Regions from separate parts of the Ovis aries genome. Here region 1 is linked to region 2. Evidence: chromatin contacts called from public Hi-C data. All regions are on one chromosome and are shown on one strand. The core of a region is the stretch at or near the end of the contact, and the rest is flanking DNA. Distances in the headings are between cores, read along the strand shown. Region 1 holds the start of MAP3K3 (mitogen-activated protein kinase kinase kinase 3). Region 2 holds the start of CYB561 (cytochrome b-561).

Region 1 (6,384 bases), core at 31-2,530, 140 kb before region 2:
AACTCCAATAGTCGTCTGCTAAATTACCACAAAGGACATGAAATATAATTCAGTTCAAATGCTGCGTGTGGAAGACATTAAAACGTTCCTTAGACTACATCTTCACAACAGAAATTGCAACCATCGATTAAAAAGGAAATGATTTCAGAGATTTTTTTGTGTAGTGAATGTTTCTCTCTTTCAAAAGTTACATAATTTCAGGGACACCGCTAGATTAAACTAATGGATGTAAAACACTGCAACGAGATTTTTCAAAGAGTAGGATGTGTATTATCACTGGCAGCCGATTCCCAAACTCCAGCAGTCTGCGTGCAGCTCGCATTTCTCAACCGCGCGGTTGATAACAGTGATTGCCATTTTAATCACCTCGCAGCCTGTCTCCCCGCACGCCCTCCCCCCTGCGCTGGGGCGCGCACAGGGCTAGAGAGCAAGCCCCGGGAACTCTCACAGGCCGGCCTGTGTGAGCAAAGGGAAGGAAATGACACAGGCAGGAAAAAAAAGCAAATCAAGGAAAAGACACAACAGCAGCTAGGCCTGCACCAGCCTCCAGCCCGGGCCCCACACTGCGCTCGCGCTCCCCCGCCCTCGGGCTCGGGGTCCCGCTCGCTCGGCCCGGAGCGCGTTGCTCCGCCGAGCACGGGCCCTCGACCCGCTGCCGCTTCCTCGGGATGTGCTGGCCGCGCGGCCAGGAAAGAGGCGGCCAAGTGGGCTCTGCGGACCGGGGCCGCCCTTGAAGGCCGGGGGAGCCAGAACCCCCACCCGGGCCGCGAAGCCGCTAAGCCCGAGCGGGGCGGGCGGGCGCCGGCGGTCCGCAGCCCCGGCCGGGCGGGCTGTCCATGCCTGTCAGGCGGCGGCCCAGGGTCCTCCTCCCCTCAGCCCGGGGCGGGGCGACGCGAAGCAGCGCGGGCACAGGCCGGGGCGGTGGCGACACTCACCCATGGTGGCGATGGCGGCGGCGGCGGCTCGGGCCCGAGTGTCACCTCCGCAGCCGGAGCTGCATGCCGGGGGCCCGGGCGGCGGGGACGGCAGCGGGCCTGGCTCCGCGCGGGGGGCGCGGGCTGCGCTCGGGGCCCCCGCCGCCTCCCCAGGCTCCGGCTCCGGCTCCGCCCGCGGCCGGGCGCTGTGGCATGGGCAGGGTGGCCCGCTACATCCCCGGCGCTCCTCGGCTCGGCCCAGCCCGGCCTCGGCGGCGCCGCTCGGCCCGCCCGACCGCCAGTCCCTCAGTCCCGAAGTCGTTCCGTCCGGCCGCCGTTCTCCACCTCAGGAACGCTCCGAAAAACAAACCGCTGGTCGCGCAGCTCGCCACCCTGCCTGTCACTCACCCCAGCACTCGCCAATCCTAGCCAGCCGCTGGCCCATGGTGCCACCCCTCACTCATTTCACCACCCAATAACAAGGAAGAAGTCGCTGCCCCCACCGCCCCTCCTCCCCCAGCTCTCTCCAACACCCTAACTCTCAGCCGCCAGCTAATCAACGGCACCCCTCGATGAACCAATCCCGCCTACTCTCGCAGGATGCCAATAGGCGAAGCCAAAGCAGTTTCGGAGGGTTGTCTACCCTCTGCCAATCATCGGAACAGCTCCCGGTTCACTCCGCTGCTAGCCAATCACGTAGAAGGCTCTGAGCACCCTCCTCTGCGCATCCCTCGCAAACTTGCCCGCCCTCTCTCCCCGGAGGTGTGGGTTTTTCCAATCACAGCTCGCGCTAGAGGCTCCGCCCACATTCCCACCTCCTGTCAGTCACCCAAGTCTCGGCTGGCGCGCGGGCTGGCGCGGTTCCCCGCCGGCTACTTTGGGGCTGGAGTTTAGGAAGACGTTTGGAGGGGCCCCATTGCCTCCCGCCCTTCCAGCTCTCCGCGGCTCCTGAGGCTGACGTCCTGCCCCTTGGTGTCCCCACACCGGCGCGTAATAAGCGGGGAGGGTTCTGGCTCTGAGCGCTTCCCGGCGTGTGGCCACCTCTGCCGCTGGACCCCCAAGCAAGTCCTCCGGTCCAGAGGCTGCGCTTGCCCGGAGGCAGGAGCGGTTCACCACTGCCTGCCTTTTCCTAGGTCTCAACAGTCACACACCCCAAGGGGCTGGGGTAGTGCCGGGAAGTGGGTCCTAGGAATCTGCTGGCCAGGGCCGAAACCATTAAGTGAGGTTCTTTCGGGAAGAAAACTTTTTTTCTGGTCATAAAAGCAACACAAGCTCTTTGTATTAAAATTGAAAAAAACAGAAACTCCACCCCAGAGGTATTTTGTCTCTTTCCTACCTGAATATACAGCGTTTGATAAAAACGGCTTCATTTTGTTTTGTAGTGTGCTTAAATTTTACCCCGTTTTCCCGTGCCACTTAATATTGTCTCCCAAAACGATTGTACTTGACTGCATGATATTTCAAAATAGAGATGACCATAATTAATTTTCCCAGCCTTCATTGTTCAGCATGTTATACACCTCCATCTTCAGATTCCAAGGCCGCCACAATCCGGGCTCCCTTCCTCGGGCCCCTGTTCAGTGTAAGATAAATCAGACGCCAAAAACATCTTCCTCTGATGTCGCTTTCAACTGTCAACCAAGAACCTTTAGTGGTGGCTTTACCTTGGGTATCAAATCTCTTAAGAATTACTTTAGACCTCTTCCTTTAAATCCACATCTTAGATTTAGGAATATTTGCCTGTATTCAAAGGTCTACTCAGCAGCATCTCTTGGAATGTCTAAAATACAACTCCAGTTTAATGTGTTTTACACTGAATTCTTGATTCTTTGCCCCTTCCCCACAAAACCTTGCTCTTGTTTTCCCAGTGGTAAAAATACACACCAAGGAGGCATCTTCCTTCATTTCACTCTTTCTCTAACATTCCTCTATCCAATCATCCAGCAAGTCTTTTCAGCTTTCCTTTAAAAATGTATCTGAATCCAATTACTTCTCACCACTTACACCCTGGTGCAAGCCACCACCCTACCTACTGGGTGACTGCCCTGGCCTCCTAACTGGTTTCCCTGTTTCCTCTGCAGCCACCTAACAAATGATGCTCCACACAGCAGCCAAAGTGATCCTTGTAAAATGTAATTAACATCATGTCACTCCCTGCTCTCAACCCTCCGAGGGCTTCCCATCACACACAGAATAGACCCAAACTCTGTCATGGCCATCCGGGCCCAACAGGAGTCGGCCCCCGCCATCCTCTCCCCCCTCACCTCTCCAGCTCCCTCAAATCACTCCAGCCACACTCGCCTTCTTTCCATACTTTGAGCTTACCAGGCTCAGGACCTCTGCACTTGCCCTTTGTTCCACCTAGAAATGCTCTTCCCACAGCTAATTCCTGCATTTCATTCAGGTCTGCTCAAATGTCAGCTCTCAAAAGTGCCTAACCACACCATCCAAGATAGGCCCTCTCCCCTCCAACATTTTGTATTTCCATATGCTGCCGTATTTTTCTTCACAGAGCCTGAAATTATACACTGTTTGCTCCGACGACAATGAACATAAGCCGTGTAGGAGCAGGGACTGTGTTCCGTCCACTGCCTGGTCACCAACACTTAGAACAGTGCCTCACACACAGCAGTGCATGCAATACAACAACAGAAGTCTTTAGCTGGAAACAGCCTCCTGATTTTCCCTCTACCTTCCTAGCAACTGATTTTTTTTGAGGACTCCATTTCTGTTGTCTGTCACTGAACCAGCCATCTCAAACATCCCCTCGCTGCAGTCACCCTACTGGGCTTTCTTCTGAACTTCAGAGACATCACCCATTGAGTATTCTGCAGGTCCTTCAAATTCCACCGGTCCAAACTGATCTGATCGTTTTCCTCCATGTTCTCATTTGCTCTCTCCATCATCAGGTCCCCAGCTTGGATGCTTTTGAGTTATCAAACTTGAAGAGTTCTTCCTCTCCACTTCCCTTCCCCCACAGCTAATTGTGGCCATGTCTCCAATCTGTCCACTCCCCTCCCTGTCCCAGCTCCACCATCCTAGTTCAAACCTCCCAAGCCTATTACTCGGAGTATTCAGTGTAACAGCTTCTCAAGATCACTCCATCCAGGGTGACCTTTTAAAATGGATCCCTGAGCCTGCCATGATCTCCTGAAAGATTTTACAGTCCCCATTACCCTTAGGAAAAGTCAAATACATCAATGTAGTTAAGAAGGACCTGGAACCATTTCTTCTCCAGCCATAAGTTTTTCCATTTCCCACTTCCAACAACCCCACCATTCAAATTCTGTTCTGGCCACACAGAACCACTGGTAGTTCCTCAAATATGACTTTCTCTCGCCTCTAACCTTTGCATATTCACTGTCTCGAACACCCCTCTCCTCCATTCTTACCCCCACCCTCATTCTTTCAGGGAAGAAGTAAGCCTAAACATTGCTCCCTTCAGGAAGCCTTTCCAGGCAGAAAGCCCTAAATCTGGGCACCAGAGCACCTAGTACTTTATTCATCAAAGCACTTGTCTTACTCTACTGTAACTGCCTTTAAGAAAGTAAGCATAAAGACAGGAGTTGGGCCTCTCCTTTGGGGTTGGCCTGCTCCCACGTCTCAGGAGAGTACTATCCTCTAAAAAAAAAAAAAAGCAACAACAACAAAAAATAGAAGCTGTGTTATTCAAAAGAGATGGCCTACCATCTTTCCTGGCACATTCAAAAAACAAATATTTGTTGAATGAATAGGTGAACCTCTGATGGGGATGTTGCTAACTGTTATTTCCTTTAGCTCTGTATTTTATCTTCCCTTTCTATGTTGTTTCTCTCCTCCCCCTTCATTTTCCCCATGCGAAGCCTCCCAACTGGGCCAGGCCTTCTCAGGCCTATCACCCTAGTTTTACACTGAGTAGGTGCTTCTGTTTAAGCGCCTGAGCCATCCCTGACCCCAAGTTTCATGACCCAACCCTAGAGCTCAGGGCCTCCGAGTACTGGTCCCATTAAGCAGCCACGCACACACCAGCTGCACATTCCTTTCCACTTCTCAAGAGCGCAGGACACATGACAGGGAACATCAAATACCAATGAATAAATTCTCTGAAGGGATATCTCAATGAATTTGGTGTAAAACAGAGAAACAAACCAAAAAACCTATCACCTGATTTGATGAAAATTCTTTTAATTCAGAGGTAACATAGAATATATTCAGATCACCAGTTCAATCAGTTAGGTTCTCTGCTTTGTTTGTACATCTTTACATTTTTACATATTGACATTTATGTCTAAAGAAAAACTGCTTTGTGTTTTGTAATTCCACTTCTATAAATTTATCGTGAAGAATACTTTGCAAGGGAGCAAAGGTAAAAAGTATTCACTGTAGCATCTTCTGTAAGATAAACAATCCAAACATCCATTGATAGAGACTAATTAAATAAACTATGACACATTAATTAATGATAATAAAATACCATGAAGCTATTAAAAAGAAAGAAGTAGACTTCTCCATCCCAATACCAAAAGGCATCTAGGATATACTGCGAAGGGGAAGGAGAGGGTGGGCGGCAGGGTACAAAGCAGATAAACATAGGATGGTCACATTTCAGTGTTTAAAAATGTTCATTCAGGATACATGTATATGGATGGCTGAGTTGCTTTGTTGTACACCTGAAACTATCACAATATTGTTAATTGACTCTACTCCAATGTAAAATTTTAAAATGTTTTTAAAAACTGTTCATTATACTTAGCGGGAAGAAAGGCCAGCATATATTGAATACTTACTACTGCCAGGCACTGTTTTAAGTGCTTAGCATATATTAACTTATTTAATTCTCAAGACAACTCTATGACATCTATGTTATATGTTTTCAAGAGAAAAAAATAAAAGTAACCACACAACTGAATTTCCATGGTTAGCTGGAGGCAGAGCCCTCACTGTTCCAGTCTGATTCAGCCGGGGCCCCTGGCAGAGGTACAGCAGCTACATACTACATGAGTGTTTCCCAGTGAGAGTCAAGGCTATGGACAAAGCCTGTCGCTGATAACTTCCAGCCCACTGAAAGGACACTTGAAAGTGAGCCCAAGCCAGCTCAAGGTGCTAAATGATTTTGTTGTTAAGACACTGACCAAAGATAAGGCAAGCCAGGACCAGACCCCATTCTTTCGACTTCAAGGTCACCTAAATCGCAGGTGCTCACATGTTGCTTCCTTAGTAGGAAGATAATGTGACTAGTTTTCTTCTTTTTAAAAAATGCTTCCTTAATAAATGGAATACATGAAAATAAAACTCAGTTATAACATCATCACCCAGAGATAGTCAGTTTTGCTATTCTGGTATACTTCCTTCTAGTCTTTTCTTAAAATTTCATATACACAGCATCATATATATTTTAAAATTTGGACCACACTATACATACAGTTTTTAATCTTTGTTTTTCATTTAACATTATATTGTAAATGTTTTCTCTGACATAAAATATTCTTTA
Region 2 (6,159 bases), core at 2,027-4,526:
AGGAGGCTTCGTTATACAGGTCCGACTGATTAAATCATTGGTCATTCGTGGCTGAACCCGATCTCTAGCCGCTCTCCCTCCCCAGAAGTCAAGGGCGGGACTGAAAGTGCCAACCCTCCAGTCACAAGGTTGGTTCCCCCAGTAACCACCCCCCAGTATTCTAGGGGCTTCATTAACATAATGTAATATTAACATAACAAAAGGAACAGTTGTGGCTTTCTTCACATTGAAAATTCCTAGGGTTTTAGATGCTCTGTTGCATACATTTCTTATTATAAATCAGAGTACCACGGCTAAGAAGAGAACGCCCACTTCTGCCCACCTCATGATGAGACTGGTTGGGAAGGGAAAAAGCTGGCTGTTCTCTGCAGCCCTGAGCCCCTCTCTGTCCTCGCTCTCTAATGGGCGGGCAGACTGGCAGGTCAGCTGGGGCAGAGCCCATTCTTTCTGTTCTTCCTAATTCAGAGCTAATCAGATTCTGACTGTGCCCCGGGCTCTCAAGAGGAATCTAATAAAGGAGAGGAGGACAGCATCTCTCTGTTCAGAACAGTTTTCCTGTTGGAGTCGGCACAAGGGATCAGATCCCCGAGGACACCCAAGGGGGAGGCGGATGCAGTCCTTGCCTGCAGGGAGCTCACAGGGCTCCACCGCAGAGAGGCCCACGTGGGCTTAGCGCAGGGCAAGGACCGGGTAAGTAAGCCCTCGGCCAGCCTTGGGGACAAAGTGGTGAACAAAATGCCCATTTCAGGTCGTGGGGCAGGAAGCATAGGGGAGTGTGAGGTGGAGGGGTTACTGCCAGGTTGCGCTGTCAGAGCCGTGGCCTGGGAGCACCTCCTCCAGTGGGCTTGGCAGGAAAACAGTGGGGGCTGCGGGTGGAAACCCGGATGGGATCAGTGAAGGAGTTGGCATTTGACCATCACATGCTGGCGGCCCTTTGTGCCTGGAGGGGCAACAAGACTGGGGAGCTGGCTTTGTCCCTGTCCCTGTGAGTTAGGCAGACTGAGGAGGGTAGGAAGATGGGGGCAGAAGTTCCAGCCCTGCTGGGTGGTGGCAATGAAGGTGGCTGGGAGGGAAGTGATGGCGAGGCCTGGGGGAGGTGGCCACACTGAGGACCTGTCAGGAGAGGAATGTGGCTTTGGATGTGTGGACCTTGCAGTGCTTGGGGGATGTCCAGGTAGAGGCGTTAGTGGACAGCTAGAAGTGGGGTTGGAGTCTGGAGGAGAGGCCGACTGGCAGGGTCTCCACTGTAGGTGTGGAGCTGACTGATGGGCAAGCACGAGTTCCTGACGTGGCATCACTGCGTCCAGGGCTTCTGGAAGCAGGTGTGTCCACCTGCAATGGGGGTGCTTCCGAAATCTAAAAAAGAACCTAGCCTTTGCTCAGGATCCCATTTAGGAATAAGACAGCTGTGCAGAGATGATAACCTAGTGTTGTCTACTTAGTGAAAAGCTGAAGCTGGCTAAATATTTAAGAACAAGAGATAAGGGATTGGTTAAAATATGAAACTCGTGTAATAAGACAAGCATGATGTGGATGTATGTTCACTGACACGAAAAGATGTGCGTGGTCTAGAATTAAGTGAAAAAAGGTTAGAACTTGGTATGGTTATGGTTCTGTAAAAGAAAGTATGAAAAGGTATAAATCAAAACATCGATTACTTATAATTTCTGGGTTTTTTTGCTTATCTGTATTTTACTACAGGGAGTGGGTTATCAACACTGCCTGCCCGCCCACCACTTTAAAAAACCGTGGCATTGCCAACAGTAGTCCAAGGTGGCAGAGGGAAGTGGGGGTAAAGATGGTCTGCTTACCAGGAGGACACGGCCTGATCGACCGGACGCTAGTTCTCTTGAGCTGCACAGGGTAGAGGGTGAAAAGTGAGAGTGAAAAGTCAGTCGCTCAGTTGCATCCGACTGTTTGCGAGCCCATGGACTGCAGCCTACCAGGCTCCTCTGTCCATGGGATTCTCCAGGCAAGAATACTGGAGTGGCTAGTCATTTCCTTCTCCGGGGGATCTTCCCCACCCAGGGACTGAACCTAGGTTTGCTGGCAGATTCTTTACTGTCTGAGCCACCAGGGAACCCATTGTGCTCAGTATGTATTAGGAGGGATCCCACAATGTGTTAGTCAAACCTCTCTGCTCAGCTGCTGTTTTCTGCCGGTAATAAGGAGAAGGAGGGTGTCTCCAGGGCCACTGGGAGAGGCTGGGGCAGTGCAAGAGGCGAGCCAGGGAAATGGAGCGCTGGGCCCCCTGGGAGCCCTGGCGGAGCCTTTCTGTGGCCACAGGACGCTGGCACCACGGCTATACTTGCTTATCCACTGCCTCCTCTCCTCCCATCCCCCCTCACTGCCACTCCCGCCCGAGTGTGGGAAGAACCAGCAGGTTCCGGATGAAGAGCTGGCACACAGGCCTGTCGGAGCTGGGGCTTGGCTTTGGCGACAACCAGACCTGGGCAGAGGAGCCAGGAAATGCCTCCCACTGGCCCCTGGGTTTGGCTTCTCCAAGCCCCATTGAGACCTCTCCCCTCCCACCTGCCGCCGATCCTTGTCTGCTGGGTGGGAGCAGGGACACACATGCTGTCACCGAATCCTTGTGAGCTACGTGACCCCAGGAGTCCGTTCTTACCTTGCAGGGCTCGGTTCAGGAAGCCTGGCCTGGGAGCAGTGCAGGTCCACCGCCCCAGGTGTGGCAGGGAGGAGCGGGCGGAGGCAGGAAGGGAAAGGGCTGCTTGAAGGCTCCTCTCTCCCACGTCCTTGCTGGCGAAGCAGCTCAGAGCACATCCCTCTACTGGCTGCTGCCACGCTGCTGGGGGCTGCTCTGTTGGCAGGACTTCTCTCACCTGGGGCTGGAGCTGAAGCAGCAGGCAAGGGGGAGTCAGGCTCCCATTTCTCATCCCAGACGCCTGTTATGGTTCATCTGGAGGAAAAATTCCTGCATCTTCAAGGAATGTGCTCACTCCTCTGTATTTCACCCGTGAACCCGACCTGAGAAAACCCAGGGCCTCATGAAACAGAAAGCACTGCCATGGGGCCCTCCTGCTCTGCCCAGAATGTGGAGGACCTTGACTTGCACCCTCACTGCAGGTGGAAGTGCAGCCAGGTGTGGTCCGGTTCTGCAGGAAGCCAGGCCCCTCCCGCTGGGTGCTTGCTACATGAGCACAGAGGCCGGGGGAGTGGGCTGAGAGGGAGGTGGCAGGCAGGCACGGGGTGTATCTTTGGAGGCTGTGAGCCATTCTTCTGAGCTCTGCCATCTTCTCCGCAGTAGCCGCCTCAGCATGGAGGGCCCTGCCAGCCCAGCACCCGCACCCGGGGCGCTGCCCTACTACGTGGCCTTCTCCCAGCTGCTGGGCCTGACCGTGGTGGCCATGACTGGTGCCTGGCTTGGTATGTACCGAGGCGGCATTGCCTGGGAGAGTGCCCTGCAGTTCAACGTGCACCCGCTCTGCATGGTCATAGGCCTGGTCTTCCTGCAGGGAGATGGTGAGTCTTTGGGCGACACCACCTGGGAGCGGGTTTGAGGGACCCTTTCACCCCGGAAGCTGGCTCAGAGCCTGGGGACACTGGGAATCCAAATCAGGGCCCTCTGAGGCTGCTGGGTGGCAACTCCTTTCTGACTGAAAACGGTGTGTAGATGATGGAATTGGCAGAGCTAGAGCTCCTCTCTCTGGGGTAGGATCCAGGCTGTGGTTGGCCATGTACTCTGCCTCAAGGCCTTGTTTCTAGAAACAAGAAAGCTGGATCTATCCATTCTTCCTCGAGGTGGTCCCGGGGTCAGCAACCCCTTAATCAGCAGGCTCCTAAGGGGCATTCCCCAGGCTCCCTGGCCCTGACCGCCTCAGCCAGAAGAGGAGGAATTCACTTGGGATCACAAGGTTCTGCTGTGAGAACCAGGGGTTTCCCAACCAGGGAGCCTGCTTGCTAAAACTAGTGAATAAGTGATCAGGCTTCAGTGCTGGACAAACCGAGGACCATCAAAGCGAAGGGGTGAACTCAGAAGTACGTGGCACCTTGATGTGCCTGCTTGATGAGCCTAAAACAGCCTGGAATAGCCGGGGACAGCTGATAAGAAGGGGCGGGGTGGGCCTGCCAGGGCGCAGGAGCCTTGTTTTCTTCCCTCTTCCTGTGGCTGGGGTACCTGGACAAGCCCTAGACGCAGGTTCCCTCCTCAGCCGAGGGTGTGTCTCCTCGCTGCCCTGGCCGGAGGGCTGCGGGCTGGGGTTAGCACGCTGACCTTCCCTTTCTCACGGCCAACAGCCCTGCTGGTTTACCGCGTCTTCAGGAATGAGGCCAAACGCACCACCAAAGTCCTGCACGGGCTGCTGCACGTCTTCGCCTTCGTCATCGCCTTGGTGGGTGAGTTGGGGGCCGGCGCGCCCTTCCTCCACCTCTGCTGACTTGGGGAAGTAGCTGCTTCACTGTCCAGTCCCCCCCCCACCCCCGCCGGCAGGGACACTGGGTGTTGGCAGCCACCGAGCCGGGACTGGAGCCCAGAAGTCCCGGCCAGGCAGGTTTCCCTCGGGTCACCGCGTCCCCTCAGCGCCCATCAGCCTTGTCCTCACGCCACCCCCGCCTCCCGCCAGGCCTGGTGGCGGTGTTCGAGCACCACAGGAAGAAGGGCTACGCCGACCTGTACAGCCTGCACAGCTGGTGCGGCATCCTGGTCTTCGCGCTCTTCTTTGCGCAGGTGAGTCCTCGCCGCCCCACGGCGGCGGGCAGGCGCGGGGAGCAGGGCCCGCGCCGGCTGTGGCCAGCTGTGCGCCCGCGGGTGCGCCCGGGGCGTCCCCGGGCTGCGCGGAGCGGGCGCAGCTCGGTCCCCGGCAGCACCTCGCCTTTCCTCCCAGTGGCTCGTGGGCTTTAGCTTCTTCCTGTTCCCGGGCGCCTCGTTTTCTCTGCGGAGCCGCTACCGCCCGCAGCACGTCTTCTTCGGCGCTGCCATCTTCCTGCTCTCGGTGGCCACCGCCCTGCTGGGCCTGAAGGAGGCGCTGCTGTTCGAGCTCGGGTGAGCGCCCCCTCCCGGCGGCTCTGGGCGGGGCGGCCGCGCCGGGGCTTTTCTCCCGGGCGGGGCGGGGCGGGGCGGGGCGGGGGGCGGGCTCGGGCTGGAGACCCCGGGCATCTTTCCGGCGGGGGTGAGCCGCACTGGGTCTAAGGGCGACGCCTCAACCCCGCAGGACCAAGTACAGCACGTTCGAGCCCGAGGGCGTCCTGGCCAACGTGCTGGGCCTGCTGCTGGCCGCCTTCGCCACGGTCGTACTCTACATCCTGACCCGCGCCGACTGGAAGCGGCCCCTCCAGGCGGAAGAGCAAGCGCTCTCCATGGACTTCAAGACGCTGACGGAGGGCGACAGCCCCAGCTCCCAGTGACGGGCGCCCCATCCTGGCCCCTCCTGTTCCGGGGGCCCAGGCAGGTGTCCGTCCCGCACCCGCTGCTGAGGGTCCCGGCAGGGCTGGGCACAGCGGAGGGGGGGCGGTGGGGGCAGTCCTCTCTGAGCGCAGATTTTTGGGGTTCAGGGCCCCTCCACTTCCCGCTCCTCGCTGCTGCTGCTGTCGTGTTAGTCCTGAGCACGCGCCCACCCCCCCGCCCCTGTTGCCACCCGACTTCCACCCCAAGATGGAGCAGCTTTGGGTAAGGCTCTGGGCCTAAATGGCGCCGAGAGTGGGGCGCCTCCCTCCTCGAGGCCGCAGCGAAGCTGAGACTTGCTTTGTGTGACCCCGAACTCCTGCCAGGAGTCTTGCGTCCTGGAGGACCGGCGCTCTGAAGGGGCCCAGCCTCTGGCAGCGGAGCTAGTGACATTATATGTGAAATATGCTGGTGTTAGGGCCAGGTTCCCCAGGAGAGGGGAGGGACTCCCTGGGACTCTCTGGACCCAGGCTTTGGCCCAGCTGCGTTCTGGAGCCTTCCCTTTCTTTAACCCTTTAGCCCTGAGTCGGCTTTACCTTGGGGGCCGTAGACTTGGGACAAACTTGCTGTGAGCCGCTTCAGAGGGGAGCCCAGAGAAGAGGCTGGAGGTGGGCCTGGGTGGGCTTCTGTCCCTGCTGGCCCAGGCCTCCACTCCTGACCCTCAGAGCTCGCGGGAGGCTGCTCTGACAAGAGGGCGCAGGCCTTTTCCCCCTAAACAAAAAGCTGCCGCTAGAAAAGGATAAGGTGCCCCCTTTCTATTT

What was found. A called contact is a pair of places that touch in the nucleus more often than the background predicts.
Region 1: a contact with region 2 is called in a Hi-C map of skin fibroblasts, with 2.6 times the contacts expected there. The contact joins the promoter of MAP3K3 here to the promoter of CYB561 in region 2. A contact is called at or near these places in 10 of 16 Hi-C or Micro-C datasets (blood, hypothalamus, liver and 6 more).

What each region holds. Positions count from the first base shown.
Region 1 is chr11:47,637,710-47,644,093 of ARS-UI_Ramb_v3.0, reverse strand. MAP3K3 (mitogen-activated protein kinase kinase kinase 3) reads right to left here and starts at 1,280. Exons shown (of 16, transcript XM_027974351.2): 1 at 936-1,280. The coding sequence starts at 939. LOC101102824 (translational activator of cytochrome c oxidase 1) reads right to left here. Exons shown (of 5, transcript XM_004013018.5): 5 at 5,062-6,384.
Region 2 is chr11:47,494,954-47,501,112 of ARS-UI_Ramb_v3.0, reverse strand. It overlaps CYB561 (cytochrome b-561), which reads left to right and starts at 3,276. Exons shown (of 5, transcript NM_001093790.1): 1 at 3,276-3,480; 2 at 4,255-4,353; 3 at 4,581-4,684; 4 at 4,842-4,999; 5 at 5,169-5,361. The coding sequence starts at 3,276. The coding sequence ends at 5,361. It overlaps LOC132657433 (a long non-coding RNA gene), which reads right to left and starts at 2,740. Exons shown (of 2, transcript XR_009595613.1): 1 at 2,627-2,740; 2 at 1-1,854.